2 separate regions of the Mus musculus genome follow, and region 1 is linked to region 2. A link is a contact called in public Hi-C data. All regions are on one chromosome and are shown on one strand. The core of a region is the stretch at or near the end of the contact, and the rest is flanking DNA. Distances in the headings are between cores, read along the strand shown. Region 1 holds the start of Cand2 (cullin-associated and neddylation-dissociated 2 (putative)). Region 2 overlaps Tmem40 (transmembrane protein 40).

What was found. A called contact is a pair of places that touch in the nucleus more often than the background predicts.
Region 1: a Hi-C map of embryonic stem cells shows a contact between it and region 2, with 6 times the contacts expected there. The contact joins the promoter of Cand2 here to the enhancer-like site in region 2. A contact is called at or near these places in 12 of 39 promoter capture datasets (the C10 cell line, the HPC-7 cell line, Sertoli cells and 5 more), 5 of 15 datasets of contacts at CTCF or cohesin (CD8 T cells, the G1E-ER4 cell line, embryonic stem cells and 2 more), 137 of 484 Hi-C or Micro-C datasets (the 4T1 cell line, the 63-12 cell line, 8-cell embryo and 62 more), 29 of 115 datasets of contacts at active chromatin or transcription factors (CD8 T cells, the HPC-7 cell line, T-cell acute lymphoblastic leukemia and 15 more) and 6 of 9 other capture datasets (adipose tissue, embryonic stem cells, embryonic tail and 3 more).

Annotation. Positions count from the first base shown.
Region 1 is chr6:115,769,442-115,777,110 of GRCm38.p6, forward strand. Cand2 (cullin-associated and neddylation-dissociated 2 (putative)) reads left to right here and starts at 5,116. Exons shown (of 15, transcript NM_025958.2): 1 at 5,116-5,237. The coding sequence starts at 5,170. It overlaps Mir7660 (microRNA 7660), which reads left to right and starts at 6,216; the gene lies at 6,216-6,278. Gm44180 (histone H3.3-like) reads right to left here and starts at 1,375. Exons shown (of 2, transcript XM_030255690.1): 1 at 1,351-1,375; 2 at 473-900. The coding sequence starts at 1,375. The coding sequence ends at 476.
Region 2 is chr6:115,723,967-115,731,587 of GRCm38.p6, forward strand. Tmem40 (transmembrane protein 40) reads right to left here. Exons shown (of 12, transcript NM_144805.2): 9 at 7,219-7,290; 10 at 7,041-7,115; 11 at 6,470-6,532; 12 at 5,165-5,718. The coding sequence ends at 5,699. Among named protein-coding and RNA genes, the nearest start is that of Gm24008, 3.9 kb to the left of the region's middle. Within about 2 kb of position 3,350, at least 4 of the 459 cell types and tissues checked have an H3K27ac peak or open chromatin away from gene starts, as enhancers often do. A contact at or near this core is called in differentiating embryonic stem cells and embryonic stem cells, where this site is marked.

The DNA.
Region 1 (7,669 bases), core at 3,866-6,365, 47 kb after region 2:
ATTTATTATTATACATAAGTACACTGTAGCTGTCTTCAGATGCACCAGAAGAAGGCATCAGATCTCATTACCGGTGGTTGTGAGCCACCATGTGGTTGCTGGGATTTGAACTCAGGACCTCTGGAAGAGCAGTCAGTGCTCTTAACCACTGAGCCATCTCGCCAGCCTGTCCAGAAAATTTTAACAAGTTTATTTATAATTGTTATAAAGTTGAACTGTTGAAATGTGTTCACTGAAACATTTTGCTTGCATTAACGCTTTACATCTTGCATTTATATTAAAAATTCTCACACAAATGAACGTGGAGAAACTGCCAATACCTGATTCTGTCCCCTATGTTTCCACTCGCAATCATATACTTAGGTACCTTTGACCCCATGGAAAAAATATCTAACATTCAGAACTACTGATAACAGGAAGAAGAGGAAAACCATTTTTTTTTTGACAATGAAATGTTTCCCCTCATAGTGGACTCTTATGCACGTTCTCTGAGTATGCGGAGTGCTAGCTGGATATCTTTTGGCATAATTGTTACACTTTTGGCATGGATAGCACACAGATTGGTATCTTCAAAAAGGCCAACCAGATAAGCCTGACTTGCTTCCTGCAAAGCACCAATAGCTGCACTCTGGAAGCACAGATCTGTTTTGAAGTCCTGAGCGATTTCTCGAACCAGACGCTGAAAGGGGAGCTTGCGGATCAGAAGTTCAGGGGACTTCTGATAGCATCTGATTTCACGGAGTACCACAGTACCAGGCCTGTAACGATGAGGTTTCTTCACCCCTCCAGTAGAGGGCGCACTCTTGCGAGCGGCTTTTGTAGCCAGTTGTTTCCTGGGTGCTTTACCACCGGTGGATTTGCGAGCAGTCTGCTTTGTGCGAGCCACGGTATGGACACCTCCTTACTTACCCCCCTTCTCCTTTGGCTGGAGCTCGGCAAGCCAGAAGCGGCGCTGGCGTTGGAGAGCGGCGGCCCAAAGCATCTTTGAATACACCATAGAACCTTGGTTATTGAGAAGGAGGAGGGCTCTCTGCTTCCTGTGCATATGAAATGTGGTCTCTTTGCTTCCTGGCTGATAGGCTCCTGCTGGCATGATGGACTGTAACCATTCTGGAACACATTCCTCAATGGCTAGCAAGTTTCTTCAGGTGCAGCCCGGGCTAGAAGCAGGCTGAGGACTGTGTTCAGATTCCAGAGGACCCCCCCTCCCCCCAGTCCTTGGGCTAGCAGACCTCTTTCAATAGCTCCTTCTTGTGCCTCAAAACTCTAGGCTCCGCATGTGCCTTTTACCAGTAGGAAGTTTGGAATCTTCAGGGTTGAGACATCAGGGGTAGAAGCACACCTAGTCACCATCAAATTCTACAGCACTCATCATGGTGTCGCCACATAGGCAACAAAGAATGGAAAATAGTTCCAGGAGGATGAGTTTCTGACTTTCCCACAGGTCAAAGTCAGTCACCTGCTATTGGATACAGTTTGATCCCCAGAGTCTCCAGCTGTAGGTTTAGCCCTGTGACCTCGATCTTAACTAGGCCTCTGTTGCTGTGTTAAAACACCATGACCTAGGCAACTAATAGAAGTGAGGGTTTGTTTGGCTTTACGGTCCCAGAGGGACAAGAGTCCATCCTGGCTGGAAAGTGACAGCAGGTCTGGCAAGAAGAGCAGGAAGTTCAGCTGTCACATCTTTCAGAGAAACTGTGCTCTGTCAAAGTCCACCCCTCCCGACATACTGTCTCCATCAAGACTGCACCTCCTAAGCTTCCCCAAGCGGGTTACTAACTGAGGACCAAGTGTGTTAATGCCTCAGGCCATGGGAGACATTTCTTATTCACAGCAGCACACTTAGTGGTGTTTTATTTAGAACCCTTTTTGAGGTGTCAAACTCTTCTCTTGTCTTGAGACCTAACAGACTTTGGAGGGCAGGGGCAGAATACTGGCTGTCCTTTTTGTCTCTTTATACTATTGATTTCAATCTTTAAGCATGGCTATTGAACACCCAGAAGTTCCATTAAAAACAGTCTCGAAGGAAGAATGATGATGGAAATTTAAATTTTGTAACACATAAAATGAATAGATTTTACTGTTGGGCGGTGGTGTTGCACACCTTTAAGCCCAGCACTCAAGAAGCAGAGGCAGGGCCAGGGGCAGGGGCAGGGGCAGGGGTAGAGGCAGGCAGATCTCTGAGTTTGACTCCAGCCTAGCCTACAGAGTGAGTACAGGACAGCCAAGGCTACACAGAGAAACTCTGTCTTTTGGTTTTTTTATAAGATTCATTTATTTATTATATGTAAGTACACAGTAGATGTCTTCAGACACCCCCATAAGAGGGCATCAGATCTCAGATCTCATTACAGATGGTTGTGAGCCACCATGTGGTTGCTGGGATTTGAACTCAGGACCTTCAGAAGGGCAGTCAGTGCTCTTAACCGCTGAGCCATCTCTCCAGCCCACCCTGTCTTGAGAAACCAAAATTAACTAGTTAATTAATTATGGGTAGAAGGATGGCTCAGTGGTTTAGAGCACTTGTTATTCTTCTTTTAAAAAAAGATTTATTTATTAATTTATTTTATGTATGAGAGTACACTGTAGCTGTACAGATGGTTGTGAGCCTTCTATGTGGTTGTTGGGAATTGAATTTTAGGACCTCTGCTCACACCGGTCAACCCTGCTTGCTCAGGCCCAGAGATTTATTTATTATTTTACATAAGTACACTGTAGCTGACTTCAAACACACCAGAAGAGGGCATCAAATCTCATTACGGGTGGTTGTGAGCCACCATGTGGTTACTGGAATTTGAACTCAGGACCTTCAGAAGAACAGTCAGTGCTCTTACCCACTGAGCCATCTCGCCAGCCCTGAGCACTTGTTACTCTTGCAGAGGACCTGGGTTCAATTCTCAGCACCCACATGGTGGTTCACAACCGTCTATAACTCTAGTTCCAGGGGATCTGACGCCCTCCTCTGGCCTCTTCGGGTACTGCATTCACATGGTACACAGACATACATGCAAGCTAAACATTCATATACATAAAATAAGACAAACCTTTAAATTACTTTAAAAAGTTTGATTGGAATACAAATCCAATGTAAGATGATGCACTCTACAGTTAGAAAACGCATGCTTTCATTCAACACATGCAGGCTTCCAGAGTCCCACTAAGTGCTCAAGGAGTAAGATCTGAAACTCTGAACTGTAAACAGGGTTTACCAGAGGAGTGAAATAGCAACCTTTACCCAAATCAGTCTATTGTTATAAAAAATGAAAAAGGGGGCTGGAGAGATGGCTCAGTAGTTAAAACCATTTATTGCTCTTGCACAGGTCCTGGGGTCCCAGTATGCATGTGACAGCTCACAACAGTGGGTAACTACAGTTTCTTGGAGTCTATTGCCCTCTTCTGTCCTTCATGGGTACTGCAATATATATATATATATATATATATATATATATACACACACATATATATATATACACACACATATATATATACACACACATATATATACATATACATATACACACATACATATATACACACATATATATACATATATACATACGCATACATACATACACACACACACACACATATATATATATATATATATATATATATATATATATATATATACACACACATATACATATGTGTATGTGAGCAAGAAACTCCTAGATACAAAATACAAATAAATAATAATGATAAAATGTAAAAAATTCCAATTTTGTCTCCACTGTCATTTACTAAATAACTGCCTAAGGTGCCAAGTGATTGCTATATTTCTCCCTGGGAGTATTCACAGTCCCCTGAAGGGCTGTCTCCCCTTCTCATTCATGAAACAATGACTTTCTTCTGGGATGGCCACATAGGTGTGAGCGAGACAGGAGCAAGAAGACTAGGAGAAATGTAGAGGTCCCTAGCCTCCAAGGCTTGGGACTTTGTAGCCACTGTTCAGTCATCTAGAGGAAGAGAAGTTGGATTAGGAGTCGGAAATCAAAGATGTAGCAGATGTCTCATTTAAATCCTTCCTTTCTTTATCTTTTTTTCTAAAGACAGGATCTATGTAGCCAAGGTTGAAATTTTGATCCTCCTGCCTTCCTGCCTTCACCTGCCAAGTTCTGGAATTGCAGGTATGAGACACCCCAGCCCCCTAGATTTCCTTTTACCAACCTGAGGGTGTGGCTCTGTGGTAGAGAAGAACCAAAACAGAAATTTTAATACATTTAAGATAAAACTTTCTTAACCAGGGTCTTGGTGCATGCCTTTAATCTCAATACCTGGGAGAAAGAGGCAGGCAGGTCTCTGAGTTTGAGGCTAGCCTGGTCTACAAAGTGAGTTTCAGGGCAGCAATTACTATACAGAGAAACCTTGTCTCAAAAAACAAAAACAAAAACAAAAAAGAAAAAACAAAACAAAGCAAGAAAGATAAAGGTTTCTTTTATTCCTTTGAGTAACTAAAAATAGCCAGCAGAGGTTGTGTGACTCCCCAAGCTAGGTAGCAGAGATTTGAAGCGACACTTCCTTTCCAGTTTAAAGAGTCCCCCTAAAGATCTACGCGCGCGCGCGCGCACACACACACACACACACACACACACACCTCCTAACTGGGGAAAACTGTGATCAACTTTAGGGAACAGCTATTGCTCTCGGCTTTGGGAACCTGAAGTCCGTCCTTAATTCATCTCAGGTTCTTTGGCTGTGTGGAACCTGGTAGAATCTGGAATTGCCATCCCATGTCCCTGTTTGCATGAGTGCCATTGAGAGAGCAAAGTCAAGGGGTCTTCAAGGCACAATCGGGAGAAGGCGTGGTCAGGGCCGGGTGGTGAGCTGCTGGTGCCCATGCTGAGCAGAGCTGTCCAGGAGAGGGGGCCAGGCCCGTTACTTCAGTCCTGCTCGGGACAGGAGGGGAGAGAGAGAGAGAGAGAGAGAGAGAGAGAGAGAGAGAGAGAGAGAGAGAGAGAGAGAGAGAGAGAGAGAGAGAGAGAGAGAGAGAGAGAGAGAGAGAGAGAGAGAGAGAGAGAGAGAGAGAGAGAGAGAGAGAGAGAGAGAGAGAGAGAGAGAGAGAGAGAGAGAGAGAAGGGGCGTGGCCGGTGGGGGAGGGGGCGTGGTGGAGGGGAGGGGAGGCCGCGCCGCCATATTCGATTCGACCCGCAACCCCGCGGCGCAGCCAGCATGAGTACCGGTGCCTTCTACATCTCCAGCCTGCTGGAGAAGATGACGTCCAGCGACAAAGACTTCAGGTGCGCCCTGTGGGGGCTCGGGACTCGTTTTCAGGGGTCTCAGCCTGTCCCGGCCGCCCCTCTGCTCCCCTGCCCCCCCCCTGCGGACCCCTGTGGGAGCCCCCGGCCTCTTCGCCTGGGCCTGGCTGGGCCTGCAGCCCCGCCCCCAGCCTCTTCCCGCCTTTGCTGTGCTGGCCTCTCAAGTCCCCAACACTGGGCGCCCCCCAGGCTCTCCAGTGAAGTCCCCGTCGGCCTCTCTTTGGAACCCAGTGCAGTCCTCTTCTGACCCTCATTGAAACAGGCCGCTTCCCTGCACAACCTCCATCCAAGGCTATCTTCCGAGACCCACACTTCTGCCCGGTCTCTAGGTTACCCCATCCCCCGCACCCTGTACCCCTACCGGGTCTCCTAACCCTAACAAACTTTACTTTTCTTTCATCTCTTTCTTTTCATCCCGTGCCTTTTCTCCCTGGCCCCTCATCACCACCCCATCTTCCTTATTCCCCTCCTCTCCCAAGATGGTTTAGAGCAGGAAGCAAAGGTTGGGGTGAGGGCTATCTCTCTCCCCCATTCTTTTTCTCCTATCCTCCTCTCCAAACACCACAGAAACACAGGAACAGAGTTGGCAAGAGGAATGGGAATATCTGATGCAGCCCCTCTTGCAGGGGAAACTGAGGTTCAGTGATAAAAAGGGGTTGTTGGTCAGTTGTGGACCCTCAAGTCAACAGGACAGTGCACCATTCTGAGTCTTCTGTCACAGTAGTTATCCCTCCGATTACAAACAGGGAAAATTAGGTTCAGGGACATGAAGGGCCTGGATACAATGCTAACGGTAGGGCCAAGCAGAGTTGGAGGTGTCAGTGGGATTCCCAATCTAGCCAGTCCGGAGGGGCCAGAAGCCTATTTGTGTGGTCTGACCTTTTCCGTGTCCTGTAAATACAGTCCTCAAAAATCTCTGTGCAGCCCTAAGCCCCACAGTGGTAGTAGGGCTTGGGATCCTTTGCCCTGGCTTCAGATCTCGGCAACCATCACTAACTAGATCTGTAAGTGATGGGCAAAGTACTCCATGCCCTCTGAGCCTTAGCTTAGCTGTTTGTGCTTTAGGTAGCAGGTAAGTGCTTTGTGAATGGTTGTCCTGACTCTGTGCAGGGAAACGGGGCAGGTCCTGGTAGACTGTTCTTTGTTCTTTGGGCCCAAGTTCTTTCTGTTCTCCAGAAGTCTGGAGGGGGCTTTGACTTACTCAAAGTCACATGGCCTGCCAGAGTTGAGGGAATGACTCCTGGGCCTATCAGGGAGTTGGCTCTATCACTCAGGGCCTGAGAAGCCCTTTAAATCTGTCCCTGCCAGCAGCGTTGAGGACACCTAAAACCACCCTGAGCATATGAGAATGGTTTCTATTTTTAAAAGTCTGAATACCAAGAGCCTGAGCCTCCTCCCAACCCCCGCCCCCCACCAGCTGTCCAGGCACCATGTGTCCCAGTGTCCTATGGTGCTGCCTCTCAACATGGCAGGAGACCATGGCTTATGGTTCCCAGCGGGGAATGTCTGACTGGGGTTCCAGGCAAGGGACAGCCAGCCTTGGTTCTCAGTTTTATTTGGGGATCAGACTCTTGACAGAGAAAACCAAGAACTTGAGAGGTCTGACAGGGATGTCCAAATCCTTTTTCACTGAGGCAGTGCTGTTTGAGGATTCAGGTGACCTACCTCACGCTGGTGCTTCGTAACCTCTCTGAGCCTGCTTGCTCAGATTGACCTATTAAAACCCTCAAGGATGCTGTGGGAGAGGGGCAAAGACAATTTCCGTTTTATTCATGGAAAAACCGAGGCTTGGGGTTAAGGAGGCAGCTGGCCAAATTTTACCTCACTGATAAGACAAGTATGTTTACTTAAAGCCTCGCTCTGCTTTGGAGCTCTTGCTTGTCAAATTATTATCCCCACCACCCCAGCACCATGACATTTCCTCTGAGAGTGATGTCTGCAGACCTGAGGTGTTTGAAATGCTGCGGTATATTTGTGAATGTTGATTTCTGGGTTCGGGTTTCCACGAGGCCGCTTGGCTCTAAGCCAGTGGTTCTCAACCTTCCTAACACTGCACACCTTTAATACAGTTCCTTGTGTTGTGGTGACCTCCAACCATAATATGAATTGGTTGCTACTCATAACTATAATTTTGCTATTGTTCGGAATGGTAATGTAAATACTTGATGCAGGATATCTAATATGTCTCACACACACACACACACACACACACACACACACACTCCAAAAAGGGGCCTCGATCCACACCTCTGCTCAAGGTCTGTTGAGCACAAACTCTCCTGCCCTCACCCTGCTCCCTTGTCAGACCTGTTCCTTGCTGAGCTTGGAGTATTAGATGTGAGCCTGCTGAGCAAGAGTATGTGTGCACGCACATGTGTTTATGTGTGTGCAAGATATGTGCATATATTTATGTA
Region 2 (7,621 bases), core at 2,100-4,599:
TGGAAGACTATGGGGCAGTGGGCTGCGCACAGACAGCCTGGTCTCCAGTTGAGCGTAGATCTTGAACTCCAGTGGGACCCGGTAGGTGGTAATTTCCACCTACATATGACGGAAGGCGTTCCTGGACTCCTGGCTCCTGTCGAAGTTACCGCCCCCACAGCCCCCACAGGAGAGGTGTGTTGTTATCAGTCATGTAGAAGCAGCACCAAGCTTTCCCACATGCAAATAAGGTTTCCCCCAAATTCTCAGTCCAAGCCAATGAGAGGTACCTGCTGTCAAACCCTGAATCACCCCCAGACTGTATATAAATCCGTCCAGGGAATTAAAGGTTTGTGAGAACTACTTCTCATCTGAGTCTTTTGTTCCAAGAGCTGTGACATTGGGAAGAGATCTTCTCTCCTGAAGAGCCACCTGAGGTCCCACCACACTCCTCACTGGATAGGCTTCTCATTGGCCCAGCCCAACCCAACTCAGCTGGAGTTACCAAGCGACCTGGAAGGCACCACAGAGACTTGTCTCCCTGCCTGCACTCACTTCTCTTTGCTGGAACCCTCACACCTAGCCTGGACAGAGATCTCCGTGGAAAACCTCTGGTGCCCAGGCCCACAGAAGGCTATCCTGGAAGTCCTCAGGTTGGGAGAGTGGTAGGGGGGAGTATGTGGGAGAGGTCTCTGCTTGCCACCTAAGGTGAGTGTGTCCATCTGCCATATTAGGGAGTCTGTGAGCTAAAGGTGAGTGTCAGAGGTGTCTGCGTCTCCAGGCATGGGTCTGCCTCAGGATCCCTCTGTTCCAGTGTGGCCAAGGCCGAGTGTGGCCTTGGTCAGTTCTGATCCTGATCTTGGAGATCTGTCTACAGGACCAGGGTCTTGTTCACACAGCCTGAAGAGAATAGCTAGAGAGATCTTTCTAAAGCCATCTTGGTATACAATCCTCTACCCACTGGTAGGCTCTGTAGGCTCCATTGTCTCACTATTTCACCACTTCCTAGTAGTTCCACCAAGAGGACCAAGCATTCAACACTCAGCCTTGGGGAACAGCAACATGTGAACTGGGTCCCTTTCAGGAAACTGAGACAAACAGCTGTCATTGTTCTCCCGGGCTTGACCTTTTCCCCCGGTGTCGGCTGACCTGCATGGTCTCCGCGCACACTCAGTGTTCCTTTGGCCTGTGGGTGGATGACTGCACAAGTTCGATGACCAGGGTCCAGGACAGCCAAGGGCCAACGCCCCTTCATTTCCAGTCCTGTCTGCCCAGTTCAGGATTCCATGCTTTCTTTTAGACCCCACTTTGGACGGGAGCTCCTGGAATCCATAGCCTGAGATGTAACCAGCGCCCAAGCTCCGGTGGTACAGAGGCCCTGAGAACCATCAAGGTCACTGCTGGACTGGGCTGGGAGGGAGTGCGCCACTCAGACCCTTGGCGGAGCTGGGAGACCTGGGAGCATAAAGCGCTGAACTAGCCTCTCTCTGACGCATCCAGGCTGCCAAGGACCAAAATGACTGTGTCCTCCATCTTCCTCTGGCTTTGTCCCATGCCTAGGGGGTTTCAACCTATCGGTCATGTCCTGCTTTTATGGTCACTAATAAGCTGAGGTTGAAAAAATACAAGGTAAAACATAGATTTTTTTCCTTTTATTCAATTTATTTGAGTACACCATAGCTGCGTTCATGCACACCAGAAGAGGGCATCAGGTCACATTACAGATGGTTGTGAGCCACCATGTGGTTCCTCTGAAGGAGGAGTCAGTGCTCTTAACCTCTGAGCCATCTCTCCATCTTCCTAGATTTTACCTTTTTATTTTCTTTGTTTTGAGTGCTGGGTATTCAAAGCCAGGATCTCTTGTATACCAGGCAAACATTCAACCACTGACCCTTTTAGCACCCCCCTTTTTTTAGATTTATTTATTTCTTATATGTAAGTACACTGTAGCTGTCTTCAGACACACCAGAAGAGGGCATCAGATCTCATTACGGGTGGTTGTGAGCCACCATGTGGTTGCTGGGATTTGAACTTCGGACCTTCGGAAGAACAGTCAGGTGCTCTTATCCACTGAGCCATCTCACCAGCCCCCCCTTTTAGCCCCTTAAAACATTTTGTTTTGCTTTGTTGAGTTAGGGATTTGCTCTATAGCCCAGCTGGCCTAGAACTCACAGAACTATTTCCTACCACTGCCTGCTAAGTGCTGGGATTAAAGGTTTCTGTCACACCTGGTTCTTCAATTCTTTTTCTTCTTAAATTTTAAAAGGTTTTGAGTTTTGTATGGACTTGTGAGTATGTTCATGTGTGTGCACAGTTTTTGTTGTTGTTGTTGTTTGTTTTTTTTGTTTTTTCGAGACAGGGTTTTTCTGTGTAGCCCCAGGTGTTCTGGAACTCACTCTGTAGACCAGGCTGGCCTCGAACTCAGAAATCTGCCTGCCTCTGCCTCCCAAGTGCTGGGATTACAGGCGTGCGCCACCACGCCCGGCTGTGTGTGTGCACAGTTATGCACAGCAGTCTGAAGTCAGTCTCTTTATGTCAGGGACAGAGTCTCTTACTAAGACGAGGGGCTGACTGGTTACCCAGCTGGACGGTAGGCACCTGTTTTCTCCCCACCCCCGAGGGCTGGTACTACATATCACACTTTGCTTTCTATGTGGGTGCTGGGATCAAATCTGGGGCCTCATGGTTATCTGGCAAGCATCTTACTGAATGGACTATCTCTTCAGACTCTAAAGTTTGTTTGTTTTGTTTTATCATTTTTATAATTTTGGCATTTTGAAATAGGATCTTGCTATAGAGCCCAGGTTAGCCTCAAGCTAGTGACTTTCCCGGCTCAGCCTCCTGAGTGCTGACTATAGGTCTATTCCTACAACTAGCCTATTGTGAACATTTCTGTTGTGAATGCAGGTGTCCAAATAGTTCTTTTTTTTTTAAAGATTTATTTATTTATTATATGTAAGTACACTGTAGCTGTCTTCAGACACACCAGAAGAGGGCGTCAGATCTCATTACGGATGGTTGTGAGCCACCATGTGGTTGCTGGGATTTAAACTCCAGACCTTTGGAAGAGCAGTCGGGTGCTCTTACCCGCTGAGCCATCTCACCAGCCCCAAATAGTTCTTAAAATATCTTTTGCATATATTCCCAGAAGTGAAGCTTCTGGGTCATGTGGTAATCCTATCTTAAATTCTTATTTTATTTCTTTTTAGATTTTAATAAAAGATTTAAAGAAATAATTTTATTTCTTTTTAGATTTGTTTTCTGTGTATGAGTGCTTTGTCTGAATGTTTGTCTGTGTACCACATGTGTGCCTCATCTATCCTTGGAGGTTACATGTGTGCAGTGCTGGAAGAAGCCAGCAGATGGCAGCAGATCACCTGGAACTGGAGTTACCAATGTCTGTCAGCAACCTTATGAGTGAGTGCAGGGAACTGAACCCAGGTCCTGTGCACGAATAACAAGTGCTCTTAACTGTTGGGTCATCTCTCCAACCCTATTTCATTTTTAAAGTTTTTTTTTTCATTCTGATTTATGTGACAGTGTTCATGCAGACCAGAAGTCACTGAAGATACGACAGCTGTGAGCTACCATATTGGTGATGGGAACTACCTTAGTTACTTCTCTATTCCTGTGATAAGACGCCATGCCCAAGACAATTTACAAAAGAAAGCATTTAGTTTGAGCTTACAGTTTCAGAGGATTAGAGTCCATGATGGTGGGGCAAAGGCATAGTGGCAGGAGCTACCTGAGAGCTGTGTCCAAGTAGGAGGCAGAGAAATGCACAGTGGGAAAGGTGCCTGGCTTTTGAAACCTCAAGCCTGCCCCCAGTGACACACCTCCTCCCCCCCAGGCCACACCTTCTCATCCTTTACAAAACACTAAACACAAGAGCTTACAGGGGCCACTGTCATTCAAATTGCCACCACGGAGCTGAACCCAGCTCCACTGCAAAAGCAGCCCCTTCCTTAACTACTGAGCCATCTTTCCTAAGCCTCAATTATTTTTATAGTCTTACTCTGGTCTCACCTTCTGTGTGGTTTTTAACTTTTTAACTTAGATTGCAAAGAAATAGGTTCCAGCATCTTTTTTGTTTTTTTCTCCTAAAGAAAAAAAAGAAAAGAAAATCTCACTAAGTAGCCATTTCCAGTTTAGAACGCCCTATGTAGACCAGACTAGCCACCAGCTTGCAATGACCCTCCTGCCTTTGCTTCCTGAACACTGGAGTTACAGACACATGATGACATGTGTGGTCTCCTGGGGTGTTCTCTAGCTTGCCATGGTTGCCCTTGATATAAAGTCTATAGCCGAGTCAGCAGGAAAGCACAGGGCCAGGCTTACATCCCGGAGGTTGATCCCCCTCCATCTCAGCACTCAAGACACAGAGGCAGGTGAATCTCTGTGAGTTCCAGGCCAGCCTGGTCACCAGAGTGAGTTCCTGGTCAGGCAGGGGGCTGTACCACCCCAGTTATCTTTTTGGCATAGGATCTCATTCACCTAGACTGTTCTTGAACTCCCTATGTAGCTGAGGCTGGCCTTAAACTCCTGAACCTCCTGCCTCCAGTTCCAGAATGCTAGGATTACCAGCACGCAAAGCCATGCTCAGTTTGTGGGGTGCTTGGGATAAATCCAGAGCTGTGTGAACTTGAGGCAAGTGCTCTAACCAAACCAGGCCTCTAGCATTCACACACACACACACACACACACACACACACACACACACATTTGGTATTTTTTACAAGAATGTTTGCTACCCTCACCGGTGTAGAAGATGTCTGAATTTTCTGCAAGCCACTATACGTACATTCTCGGTTTATACTCTATGCAATTGGATAAGCACTCACCCCATCTAGATGGATTCAATGGAATCTCCAGATGTGTTCTCATGCTCAAGAAACCTAAAGGAACTGTAAGGCTATACAGCTCAGCTAGTAACAAGCTCACCTACCAGGCACGAGGCATAGGGTTCAAGGCACTCAGTACAGTAGTACAGTAGCACATACCTATGATCCCAGCATTCAGGAGGTGAAGGCAGGAGGATCAGGAGTTCAACATTAGTCTTGGCTGCATAGAGAGTTTGAGGCCAGCATGGGCTACATAAGAGCCTGTATTTAAAGAAAAAAAAATCCTTAAAAAAAAAAGAGGAGGGGTGGGGTGGGGAAGAAATCTAAAGGAATATTTAGTCGACTTTTTTTTTTAAGCACAAGGAACAGAAAATTTATTTGGATTTTAGGAGTCCAAGGGCAACAGGGTTGGTCAGCTATGATGGGTCCGCAGCTTTGGTCCCCAGCGTCTTACCTGCAACAAGTTCCCCTGGGAACCCAGCCTGGTAGCTCCCTGCCTCAGAATGGCTGTCCCAAGAAGGCTCTGCAGGAACTGTGAGCTCCTGGGCATGGCCTGAGGACACCAGAGAGACCCAGGCCCGCAGATGCCAGCCTGCAGAACCCAGGATTCATGTTGACCTATGAGCAATGGCATCCCAGCTCCTCCGTGCTGACCCGACGCTATCCCCTCTTCTCTTCCCCACGGAGACTGCGTGTTAATCTGCAGAGCAAGAGCCTGCCCACTGGTGCCGACACTCAGATCACGTGGAAGGAAAGAGCTCTTTATTGTGTGGCCTTCTGGTGTCTTCCAGCGCGTCGTTCTGTCTTCTGGGCTCAGGCATGGCAGTGGTTACAGTGGTCACATTGGGGACTGGCTCAGCTGCTGTCAGGCAGTGATCTCAGTTAGTTCTCCTGAACCCTGAAAGGCAAAGCCAGACGAATGACATAGGACTCTGTCTTGCTCCAACCACCACCTCAAATGCCCACACATCACAGGGATGGCCTCAAAGGACTCTTTCTGAAGGCACTGTGGGTCCCCCATGGTTCACAGTTGTGGAGATATTGCCACTCCCATCTCCAGCACAGAAACACACCATCCCTGGCTTCTAGGCTCTGAGGCACAATACAATCAAGTCCAAAGCCGCTGGGCTGCTGGTCAAAGACAATGTGTGGGGGTATGGCTCTGCAGTAGAGCAATTTCTTAGCCTGTGTGAAGCCTTGGGTTCCATCCTAGCAACACACACACACACACACTCATAGAGACTCTTCTTTAGCCCAGGCTATCTCAAAGGAAACTACAAAGTTACTTAATACAGTCAGGGAGGAGGTAGCATTTGAGGAGTACAGACTTCCTGGCTTTTCTTCAATGCTGACACCCCTCTGCATGCTTCCTCACTTAGGGACAGTCTGTGCAGTAAGAAATGCACCAGCTTTCCAGCCGAGAAGCCTGAGGCTACAGACGGCTGGGTTGTGGCTTGCCTAGCGTGCTGCAGGTCTCGGATTCCATTCTCAGCACAGAAAAGGGCTATCTGGGGGGGTCACAGGACACAGGCAGAACTTGAACCCGAGCCTCCTGACTCAGGGACTTTCCATAGACGACAGATCTTTTTCCAAGGAGAAAGCCCCAATCGGGAGAGGGTTTTGGATGGGGAAACGTGCGGCACCATTACCTGGCAGCCGGAACTTCTGAAGGAGGGGGATGAAGCCCTGAAGCACGCTGTGGATCCGGTACACTGCTCAGAGAACAAGGGGGAAATGTTGGTAAGGACGGTGGCCCCTTAAGGGGCCCCAGGGTCAGGCTCACTCCCCCGCTGCCCCAGAGCCAAAGCACACCCCACGCAAACAGAGCCTTAACATGCAATTTCAGACTAACGTCAATAACAGTGCTGCAGCTATTACACGGAAAACGAATCACAGGCTGTAATAACAGGGGCAGGAAACCCCGCGACCTCGATTTCTGGCTCTACTTGCTTGTTTTCAGTATCTGAGGAGCTATGTGTGTTTGCCACTTCAAACCGTTTTTTGTGGAACTAACCCCTTTTTTCCACAAGGTTTTGCCAATGACCTCCCTTTGACTTCACAATGCGGTCAGGAAGAAAATACAAACATGAGGAATTTACTTTAAAAAAAAAAAGTTTAGATTGTGGCTCTTAGCCAATCTAGAGGGTGATGGCCAGCCAGCCCAGCTGCCACCCCTCCAGGAGCCTGCGGGGCTATGTAGTTTTTTGAAGGATCACTTACCGAGCCCGAAATAGATGCCAATGGTCTCGAGAGAAGCAAAGGTGAGCAGGCCGACCCCGAGGGACATGAACCAGTCTGCAAGGCAGCCAGGAGACAACAATTAGCTATTCATTGTAGGAGTGGAGGTTGACTCCTGTCCGCCCACACAGCCCCTCCCCAGGTCCCCCGCAGGCCTCACCTGCATAGTAGTGGTAACACACCAGCAAGGCTCCGATGGCAAAGCAGAGAAGGACAAAATGGAAAAACTCATCTGCAAGAAAAGATGGTGGATGGTTCTCTCTCTCTCTCTCTCTCTCTCTCAACTCAGGCCATCACAACAACCCTCTCGTTTTTAATTTTTGATGTTTTTCAAGGCAGGGTCTCTACGCAGCCCAAGGTGACCTTCAAATTAGGATTCTTCTGCCTCAACCGTCAGAGCAACTAGAGTTACAGGTGAGTGCCACAGTACCATGCCTGGCATGCCAGGTTTCTCCTGTGTGTGTGTGTGTATGCGTGTGCATGTGCGTGTGTGTGTGTTACTGTGTTGCCTTGGGTGACTTGAAACTCCCTGTGTAGACCAAGCCGGCTTTGATTTCACAGAT